Regions from separate parts of the Mus musculus genome. Here regions 1 and 2 are each linked to region 3. The links are chromatin contacts, called in public promoter capture Hi-C maps. All regions are on one chromosome and are shown on one strand. The core of a region is the stretch at or near the end of the contact, and the rest is flanking DNA. Distances in the headings are between cores, read along the strand shown. Region 1 holds the start of Zfp469 (zinc finger protein 469). Region 2 holds the start of Def8 (differentially expressed in FDCP 8). Region 3 holds the start of Acsf3 (acyl-CoA synthetase family member 3).

Evidence for each region. Promoter capture Hi-C pulls out the DNA fragments that hold promoters and counts their contacts. Capture Hi-C pulls out chosen DNA fragments and counts their contacts.
Region 1: a promoter capture Hi-C map of stem cell-derived epiblast-like cells shows a contact between it and region 3, with 2.3 times the contacts expected there. The contact joins the promoter of Zfp469 here to the promoter of Acsf3 in region 3. A contact is called at or near these places in 2 of 39 promoter capture datasets (embryonic stem cells and stem cell-derived epiblast-like cells) and 1 of 115 datasets of contacts at active chromatin or transcription factors (embryonic stem cells).
Region 2: a promoter capture Hi-C map of liver shows a contact between it and region 3, with 2.6 times the contacts expected there. The contact joins the promoter of Def8 here to the promoter of Acsf3 in region 3. A contact is called at or near these places in 3 of 39 promoter capture datasets (hippocampal neurons and liver), 1 of 115 datasets of contacts at active chromatin or transcription factors (bone marrow-derived macrophages) and 1 of 9 other capture datasets (liver).

What each region holds. Positions count from the first base shown.
Region 1 is chr8:122,228,929-122,231,844 of GRCm38.p6, forward strand. Zfp469 (zinc finger protein 469) reads left to right here and starts at 1,346. Exons shown (of 3, transcript NM_001362883.1): 1 at 1,346-1,483.
Region 2 is chr8:123,441,501-123,444,339 of GRCm38.p6, forward strand. Def8 (differentially expressed in FDCP 8) reads left to right here and starts at 1,456. Exons shown (of 12, transcript NM_054046.5): 1 at 1,456-1,551.
Region 3 is chr8:122,774,106-122,776,805 of GRCm38.p6, forward strand. It overlaps Acsf3 (acyl-CoA synthetase family member 3), which reads left to right and starts at 1,381. Exons shown (of 10, transcript NM_144932.4): 1 at 1,381-1,485. It overlaps Gm39271 (a long non-coding RNA gene), which reads right to left and starts at 1,343. Exons shown (of 3, transcript XR_879309.2): 1 at 1,179-1,343; 2 at 1-228.

The sequences.
Region 1 (2,916 bases), core at 96-2,595, 550 kb before region 3:
TCAGGGCCATTCACAAGTGAGTGGTTCAGCATAGGCCTTGGGACCTGCCCAAGGCCAGGAGTTTCCCAGGAAGCATCCTGGAAGCCTGCGCCCAGCCTTGCTTTGCATGATAAAGGTGTTCCCAGGAGTGAAACTGGAACTTCTGAGTGGCAGCTAGACCTACTGGGGGTGGGAGCTGTGGAAGGGCTCTTTCTGACAGGGTCTCTTTCCGTGAAGTACCCCCGCCTGTTGAGAAGCCCACAGATCAATGGTCAGTGATCCAGTTCATCTAAAGTGGAGTCAGTGATCTTCTCTCTCTCAGGACCTGGGGCTGTGAGCTCACATCGTGTACGTGTGTGCGTGGAGACCAGAGGTCGGCTTCAGGTGCTGTCCGCTTTGTTATGGAGACAGGTTACCCTGGAGCTCACCGAGTAAATTAAGCTGCCTGGCCAGCTAGCCCCAGGGATCTGCCTGGCTCTTGCTTCCCCAGCACTGGGTTCAAATACACGCCACACCTTGCCTTTTTACTCAATGCTGGGGCATTGAACCCTCATGCTGAGCTGAACATCTTAACATAAGCTCTTCCAGCTGTGTGGCCTCTGGCAGATTCCTGATCTGTGAAGCTTGGGTTCATGTTAGATGTGGCATTTTGTCAGATGATCTTAAAGGTGCCCCTCCGTCTCTAGAGACCTAAATAGCTCCTTCGGTCCCCACTACGTTCCAGTGTGCTCATCCCCAGGCTGGATGATGGCCCAGTAGGAAGCCACCAAGGTTGATGACTTCGAGCTCTGTGTTATGACAGAAGCCCGCTGGACATCTACTCCAGGCCGCAGCACCTTAGAGTGTCAGACTTATGTACTGGGGGGTAGGGGGAGGCTTAACCTGAATTTTCCCCTAAACAGGTGTCAGCTATGGCCCGGGCCCTAACCTTCCGGGACAGAAGCCAGAGGAAGAGGTTTAGTTGCTTTTGGTGGCCCAGGGACTGGGAGGAGCGAAGGATGGATAGAGCTGCGACTGGAAGCCACACGGTGGAATGGTGGCAGCCGTTTCCGAAGTTGCGCTGAAGCCAGGCTTTCCGCCCAGCGGCGTGCCAGCTGTAGAACTGGCCAAGGAGCGTGTTGTGGGGGGAGAGGGTTGGTGACCGGGGAGAGAGTTTCCCACCAGGCCGGCGTGGCTAGGTGGATCACATGAAACCAACACCTAGGAAAAGCCGTGCTAAAAATAGCCGGGGCGGGGCGGGGGGGGGGGGGGGCGCAAGCGTGTAACCCAAGCCGGGGCGCTGCTGTGCGTCCGGCCTCCGCGCGAGCGCTGCCCGCGGACCGGCCCGGGAGGCGGCCCTCTGCTCGCACCCCGCCCCAGGCGCAGCGCGGCGGCTCGGTGCCCGGCGGACGGGCGGGCGGGCGGCCGGGGCGCTGCGGGCGGGGATGAGCGCTGGGGCTACGCGGTCCGGGCGCGGGCGCCCCGCGCGTCCCGGGAACTGGAGCTACGCGCGGCCGGGGCGGAGGTGAGTGCGCGTCGCTGGGGTGATCAGGGACGGGTGCGGTCACCGCGCTGCCCTCCAGGCGCACGGCTGGCCTCGGGTTCCGACACACGGTGAGACGAGCTGCAGGCGCCGAGTACCGAACTCGGGGCTGCCTGGCCCAGCCCCTGAGAGAGCTGTTGGGGATGTCGCCCGCGAGTTGCGAAGCACAGAGCAAGCATCACCAGAGCCCAGGGGAGTCGGAGCCACGGGGCTGCGGGAGGTGAAGCGGTAACTCATTCATTGCGACTTGGAACCGTTCGTATGCTACTCCACCGCCGCCCGCTCGGGACCCCCTAAGGTCTGATTCCGCGGGCGGGATGGGGTCCGGCTAGCGGACTTGAGGGTCACCACGCTCTTGCTTCCGCCAGGAGGCCCATCGCGCCCCCACCCACCCTGTGCTTTGGGGCAGCTCCGCTGGAGGAGTCCACGGAGTTAAGCTAAGCCGACCGCGGAGACACTGCGCCCCTCGTGGCGATGGTGGGAAGGGGAGGGTATCGTAGCGGGATTCAATCGGACTTCCAGTGGCGGCCTGGACCCTGTCCTGCACCCGAGACCCCAGGGTAGAAGCAGGGATGTGCATAGCAGACAGGAAAGCGGAACAGCCGGGCTGCTGAGTGGGGCTCGGGCTCCAGCTGAGACAGTTGATGGCTTTTCTTCGGGCTCCTCTGAGCCGGCTGTGTGGGGACTGTGCCACGTGTTACTACTGCATTTAATCTTCCTAGTGAAATGGGTGGAACCCCGTGCTCTAGATGAAGAGGGTCAGAGTGGCCTGTGTTGCACAGCTGGAAAGCAGCAGAGGTGCTGACAGTCCAGAGCCACACTGCCAGTTGACTCTGGTCCAGTTCCCCCTGTTAGAGGGACAAAGGTGTGTCGAGGCCTCTGTGTCCTGCACTGTCCCAACCGTCTTTACTCAGCCAACACCCAAGTCCGGAAAATAACAGACAAGCGGGCAAAATGCTTGGGCATATTGACGGGGCCAGTCGGGGAGAGCAGCAGCTGGCCAGCAGTCCCTTCAGGATGGCATAAGCTTGCCTGGCAGGTCCCTTTTGCCATAAGCTTGGCCTGGCAGGTCCCAAACAACTGGGCAGAGCCAACAGAGTGTGTCTTCCTTATTGTGAATGGGAGAAGGCAGCAGAGGACGGCACAGGGTTTCTTCAGTCTGGGAGATAAGGTGAGACAAAGCAAGTGGACTCCAGGCTGTCAGTATCCCAGGGCATTGTAGAGGCCGTGGGAGAGCCAAAGAGAGCTCTGAAGTCATGAGCTTACAGTGTCAGTGATTTAGTCTCCACAAGACCCCACCCTCCACCGACCCAGGTCAGTGGCTGCTTGTATGCCCCCAGCGATGGCCTCTCACTCCTTCACAGCAGCCTGAGCCTTCTGTCCTGCCGCTACTGGAGGATCCGTTTCAGCCCAAG
Region 2 (2,839 bases), core at 206-2,705, 670 kb after region 3:
GTACTCAATAAAAGTGCTGTTGCATGCTGGGCGTGGTGGCGCACGCCTTTAATCACAGCACTCGGGAGGCAGAGGCAGGTGGATTTCTGAGTTCGAAGCCAGCCTGGTCTACAGAGTTCCAGGACAGCCTGGGCTACACAGGGATACCCTGTCTCGAAAAACCAAAAAAAAAAAAAAAAAGAAAGAAAAGAAAAAAAAAAAGAAAAGAAAAGAAAAGAAAAAGTGCTGTTGCATCAACGGAGAAACTGTCAAGACTCATAGTAATGAAGACAGGCAGACGTGGCTCCATCCTTGACTCTCTGTGAAGGTGAGGGCCCAGTGCTAGTACAGATATTGGCTCATATCACAAGCACTGGTATAGGCCTTCTAGCACAGAAGTAATAATCCAAAACACTTGCCTTTAGCTCTTAGCCTTTGGGATGAGGAACAAAGAGTCAGTAGAAATGTCAGAGGAGAGTCATCAGACAGTAACGAGTGCCTCTCCGATATCTCTGCTCACAGATGAGGAGGAAGTATTAGGAGAGACATTTGGCTGTGGTTAGGAAAGACTGTATCCTAAAGGCTGAGCCAGAGAGGCCTAAGTGTGGACCTGGCCTGTTAGGGGTAAGGAGGGTGAAGTCTGGTGAGAGAGCTGGGAGGTGAAGTCTGAGGCAGACTTCTTCCCTGGGATCCTCCAACTGCTGGGCTTGAGGTGCAGAGGGAGTCTGAGGGTGCTGAGGCTGTCATGGCTGTGGTGTCACCGTGGGGTGGGGAAGAAGGGCTGGTCCTGAGTCCGGTGGAAGTTAGATCAGACAAAGGAATGTGATCAGGAACGCACTGAAGGTTGGCCTCAGGTGGGAATGATTTATTCACTATCAGACAGAGGTGTGTTAGGTGTGTGGTGTGTGTATGTCTCTGTGTGTGTATGTGGTTTGATGTGCGTGTGGTGTGTGTAGTGTTATGTTGTGTGATGTGTATGTGTGGTGTGTGTAGTGTGTGTGGTGTGTGTAGTGTGTATGTAGTGTGTCATGTGTGTATGAGGTGTGTGTGTATGTGTATGGTGTGTATAGTATGTGTGTAGTGTGTATAGTGAGTGTGTGGTGTGTATGTGGTATGTCGTGTGTGTGTCGTGTGTATGAGTGTGTGGTGTGTAGTGTGTGTGTATGTGGTGTGATGTGTGTGTGTGGTGTTATTGTTGTTTTCTCAGATAGGACCTTTGGAGCTTGAGACGCACCTTAAATGTCTCGATGGTGGTGTCCTGGGGACAGCTGAATGTCAGTGTTGGGGATGTGGGGACATTGAGGGGTTACCACTGTGGAACCATTCCCTTGAATGCAATTACTAAGGCGTGGGGGTGGGGGAACTCAGGAGAAAAGACTCAGGGCAAAGGTAATGGACTCTATGGACCAGAAGCAGGAGACTTGGAGGTGCTCCAGCGAGCCAGCAGGGCAATCGGTGTCATGAACCTCCTGGCCGGAGGCGGCAGCAGCGGGCGGAGGAGCCGGTACAGTGTATCAGCGGCGGCGAACTACAGTGTAGCCAGCCGGTCCGGTACAATGTAGCGGCAGCCAGGTAAGCCAGAAAGCGGTCTCTGTAGGTGTCGGGGGGGTCTGGTGGGAAAGCAGGCGAGGGTCCAGATCTCAGCATGCAATCGCCACTGGTCGGACTCCGGGATCGGGCTTCTGACCCACGCACTCATGGTGCAGAACTGGCAGAGGCCTCAAGCAAGACGTCCAGCTCCCGGCTGCCGCCTGCTGGCTCTCCGCTGTGCGCAAGGCCTTGGTGACCTCATTGGTCCCCGCAGTACGTAGGGCAGAGCTTAGCGTCCACAGATGCCGACCCCCACCCCCAATCACCGGGTGGCTTCAGAGCCTGAGTATGGGACTCCCGGCCCAAGGACCCGCAGGGACTCGCCTTCTGCTATGTTGAGCTTTTCTGAGCCTTCGGTTTCACAACTATGAAATGGGTGAGGAAGGTCGTAGAGACCTGCCCCAGTGGGGACAGTCGCATCCTCAGAATGAATTCACGTTATAGCGGGTAGAAATGTGAGGTGCGCTTTGTTGCGCCTTCTGGGGTAGTTGAGAATTATTAACACTGGTCCTGCTTGGCCTGGATTGCCTGTCCATCCTTTTTAAGGGTGTGAGCAAATAGGATGTACTTTGGACTCCTGTGGCCCTTGGACTAGCACTTTTTGGTGGCTAAAGTAACACACCGGAGGCGGGCTCTTATTCACCATAATCTGTCTTGAACTTTCACCCAGTGCCTCTGATGTACCACAGACCCTTGGTCTTACTCTGAGGGTTTCAGTTGTCAAGTTGTAATTATTATTCGATTTAGGAGAGACCTCTGCAGGGGCTGGATGGAACAGTTTTCTTTTTTTTTTTTTTTTTTTTTGTCCTTTCTTGAGTATCTTTCCTGAGGCCAACCACGGATTCTGGGTGCAGATCTCTGTAAGGCTGGTGGGGAAATAGGAGATGGGGTCCTACTCAAAGCCGGCTGTTGCTTCCTGCAGCCTGGGCTGGGCTGAGGTGCTGTCTATTCGTACTCAGCTGAAAGAGCAATATGGTTCTCCAAACTGGTTCCAGACAAACCAGGAAGATGGGTTAAATGGCTCCATTGCTTAATTCATTCCTTGCTTTTGTTCCTGGTCAGGTGGTGGCAGTGCCAGTCAGGACATACATAAGGGAGCCATTTTCCTGGGAAAGGTAGCCCAGAGGAGAGTGGAGGGCAAGCTCTGGTCAAGGTCTCCCTGTCCCTCTGACTATATTCTAAACCATCGGGAGGTTTCCAGAGAAGGCGTCTGGAAGGGGCTCCTGTGGGCTCCACCCAGTTCCTTTAGACTGGGCTGGTCACCACATGG
Region 3 (2,700 bases), core at 131-2,630:
TAATCCTGGGGGTTATGCTAACAACTGAGCACTCCAAACCCAAATCCAGACTCTTGATGATTTCCAAGGCCCAGGGGTCACAGAATCTGTCTCCATTCTGGCCATGTTTAGGACTATGCTTTGGGTGTAGACATTTAAGCATAGAAGTCCTAGGGTCTGTGGTGTAAATCCCAATGTTAGACATTTTGATTCACGTTGATTCTCTGCCTCTTCCTCTCTTTGATCTCACTTGCCAAAAAAGGGAAAAGAAAAGGAAACAAAAAGTTTGTTAGAAACTGTATAACTTCAGAAGCCTCCTGAATTTTGTGTATGGCTATTGTAAAGACACCCAGTGCTCTCCTCAGAAGCCCACATCAGTACTAGGGCGTCTACCATCCTTCGCCTAAATCAGTTCCCTCACCAGTATGTCTCAATGGTAATGCTTAAAACTATATTAAAGCTACGTCTTGCTAACTCCAAATGTGCTTCATAATGAATCTTCCTGAAAGCCTAAGTCAAGAATCCGTGTTTTACCTACATGGAGGTCTGTGAGACTTCCCCAGCTGCTGCAGGGAGAGGAGTTTTGTCTATAGCTTTGCTGCCACTGACAAACAGACCTTAGTGTTTCAAGGTTTATCTTTACTGTACAGAAAGCATTTAGTATCCTACCCTAAAACTGGCTGTGGAGGCATAGATCTGTAATCCCTATACTCAGGAGGCTGAGGCAGTGGGATTACCAGGAGTTTAATGCCATCCTGTGCTACAGAATGAGACCTTGCCTCCATCCTGCCACAGTTCCTGGTCTGTGTCACAGAGGTGTGTTTAGCATATAGACCCCCCCAGCTGCAAGCCGAGGAACCCCTCTTCAGGGGCCAAGGGAGTCCATTTACATCCTGATTTGGCGAAGATGGTGACCACAGCTGTGTGGTCCCTTTGGCCACGGGAGCCATCATGCCTATTAAAATGATCGTTGAGAGCTGAGAATACAGCTCCAAGTCGTTGCGGTGCTTGTCTAGCATGTGTGAAGCCCCAGGTTTCATCCTTGGCACTACGTAAGCCGAATGTGGCGAAGCAAGCCTATAATTAGTCATCTCTCAAAAGGTAGAGGTAGGTTACCCTTAGCTACATTGCTGGCTTGGGCTACATGAGACCCTGTCTCAATAACAACAGTTAAATAGGACCCAATGCAAACAACTCACAGTACTTGTTCCATCAGGACAATGGATCCAGAGATCTGGTAACAGATGTCAGGCACCTAAAGGCCACTCTCTGCCAGTCCCTCTCAAGACTTGCGAGCAGATGGAGTATGCGAATGAGCAGGAACGTTCGTTCCCGGAACGCATTTCTCAGGCGCTGCATCCCGGGACGTATTAGATCGACGGACACTTTTCGCCTGCGGACACTTTTAGGTGTAGGACTCATTCCGGCCCGCTTCACCTACCTGGACAACCTCGCACTCCCGTGCCCCACCCCTGACACCCCCACCCCAACCCCGCCTGACCCCAGGTGAGCGCGCAGCAGACTACAAGAAAGGGGGTGTCGAGGTGAGCTGGAGCTGACCCGGGGGCCGTGGGACCTGTCGGGCAGGTGTCTGTCACAGCGTGAGGGACACTTCTGTAAGGACCCGGGATGACGTCACACGAAACCCCTCCCCGATTTGTTTGCGCCGAGCACCGTGTGGGATGCAGGTCGCCAGGGTCCTGGCTCGGATGGGTCCCGAGAGCCGACTAGGGCGTCAGGGACGGGACCAGCGTGCATGCGAGGAAGGGCTTCTGGATTTGGAAGCGGGTCCGGGAATTTCTCTAAAAGAGAAGTGTGTTGATTCTCATCCTGGAAGGGAGGGAACTTGCCTGTGGCTGACCACTAAGACCCGTGAGAGCCTCCAGATACTGCTGTAGGAGCACATCTAAGCCATAGGCTGTCCCGAGAGGGAGTCCTGAAATCGGAAATGCGCTAAGCGTTTTCAAGGCCAACGTGATTATTGTAAAACCGGTGTCCCTGCTGCCCTTGTCTCCAGACGGATGTAGACATACCTTTCTGATGACATCCCTGGACATGAAGTGGGTCAGGGAACCATGCACAGCCAGATGCCCTGAATAGACAGTGTTTTGCCCTAAAGAACTGGCTCTGGTTGGACGAGCTGGGAGTTAGCTCAATGCTGACAGATGTTTAATGATTGGGCCAGGCTCATGCTTGAAGACTTTCTTAGTTGGGGTTTCTATTCCTGCACAAACATTATGACCTAGAAGCAAGTTGGGGAAGAAAGGGTTTATTCAGCTTACACTTCCATGTTGCTGTTCATCACCAAAGGAAGTCAGGACTGGAACTCAAACAGGTCAGAAAGCAGGAGCTGACGCAGAGGCCATGGAGGGACATTCCTTACTGGCTTGCTTCCCCTGGCTTGCTCAGCCTGCTTTCTTATAGAACCCAAGAGTACCAGCCCAGGAATGGCACCACCCACAATGGGTCCTCCAACCCTTGATCACTAATTGAGAAAAGGCCTTGCAGCTGGATCTCATGGAGGCACTTCCTTAAGGGAGGCTCCTTTTTCTGTGATAAATCAGGCTTGTGTTAAATTGACACAAATCCAGCCAGTACAAAGACCAAAGTGGCTTTGGAGGCCTGCACTGGTCCCATTTCCATATATGAGAGAGTAAGACAGTGCCTCAGAGGGGACATGGTAGAACTTATAAGAACTGACGATGGCACAGCAGTGCCACC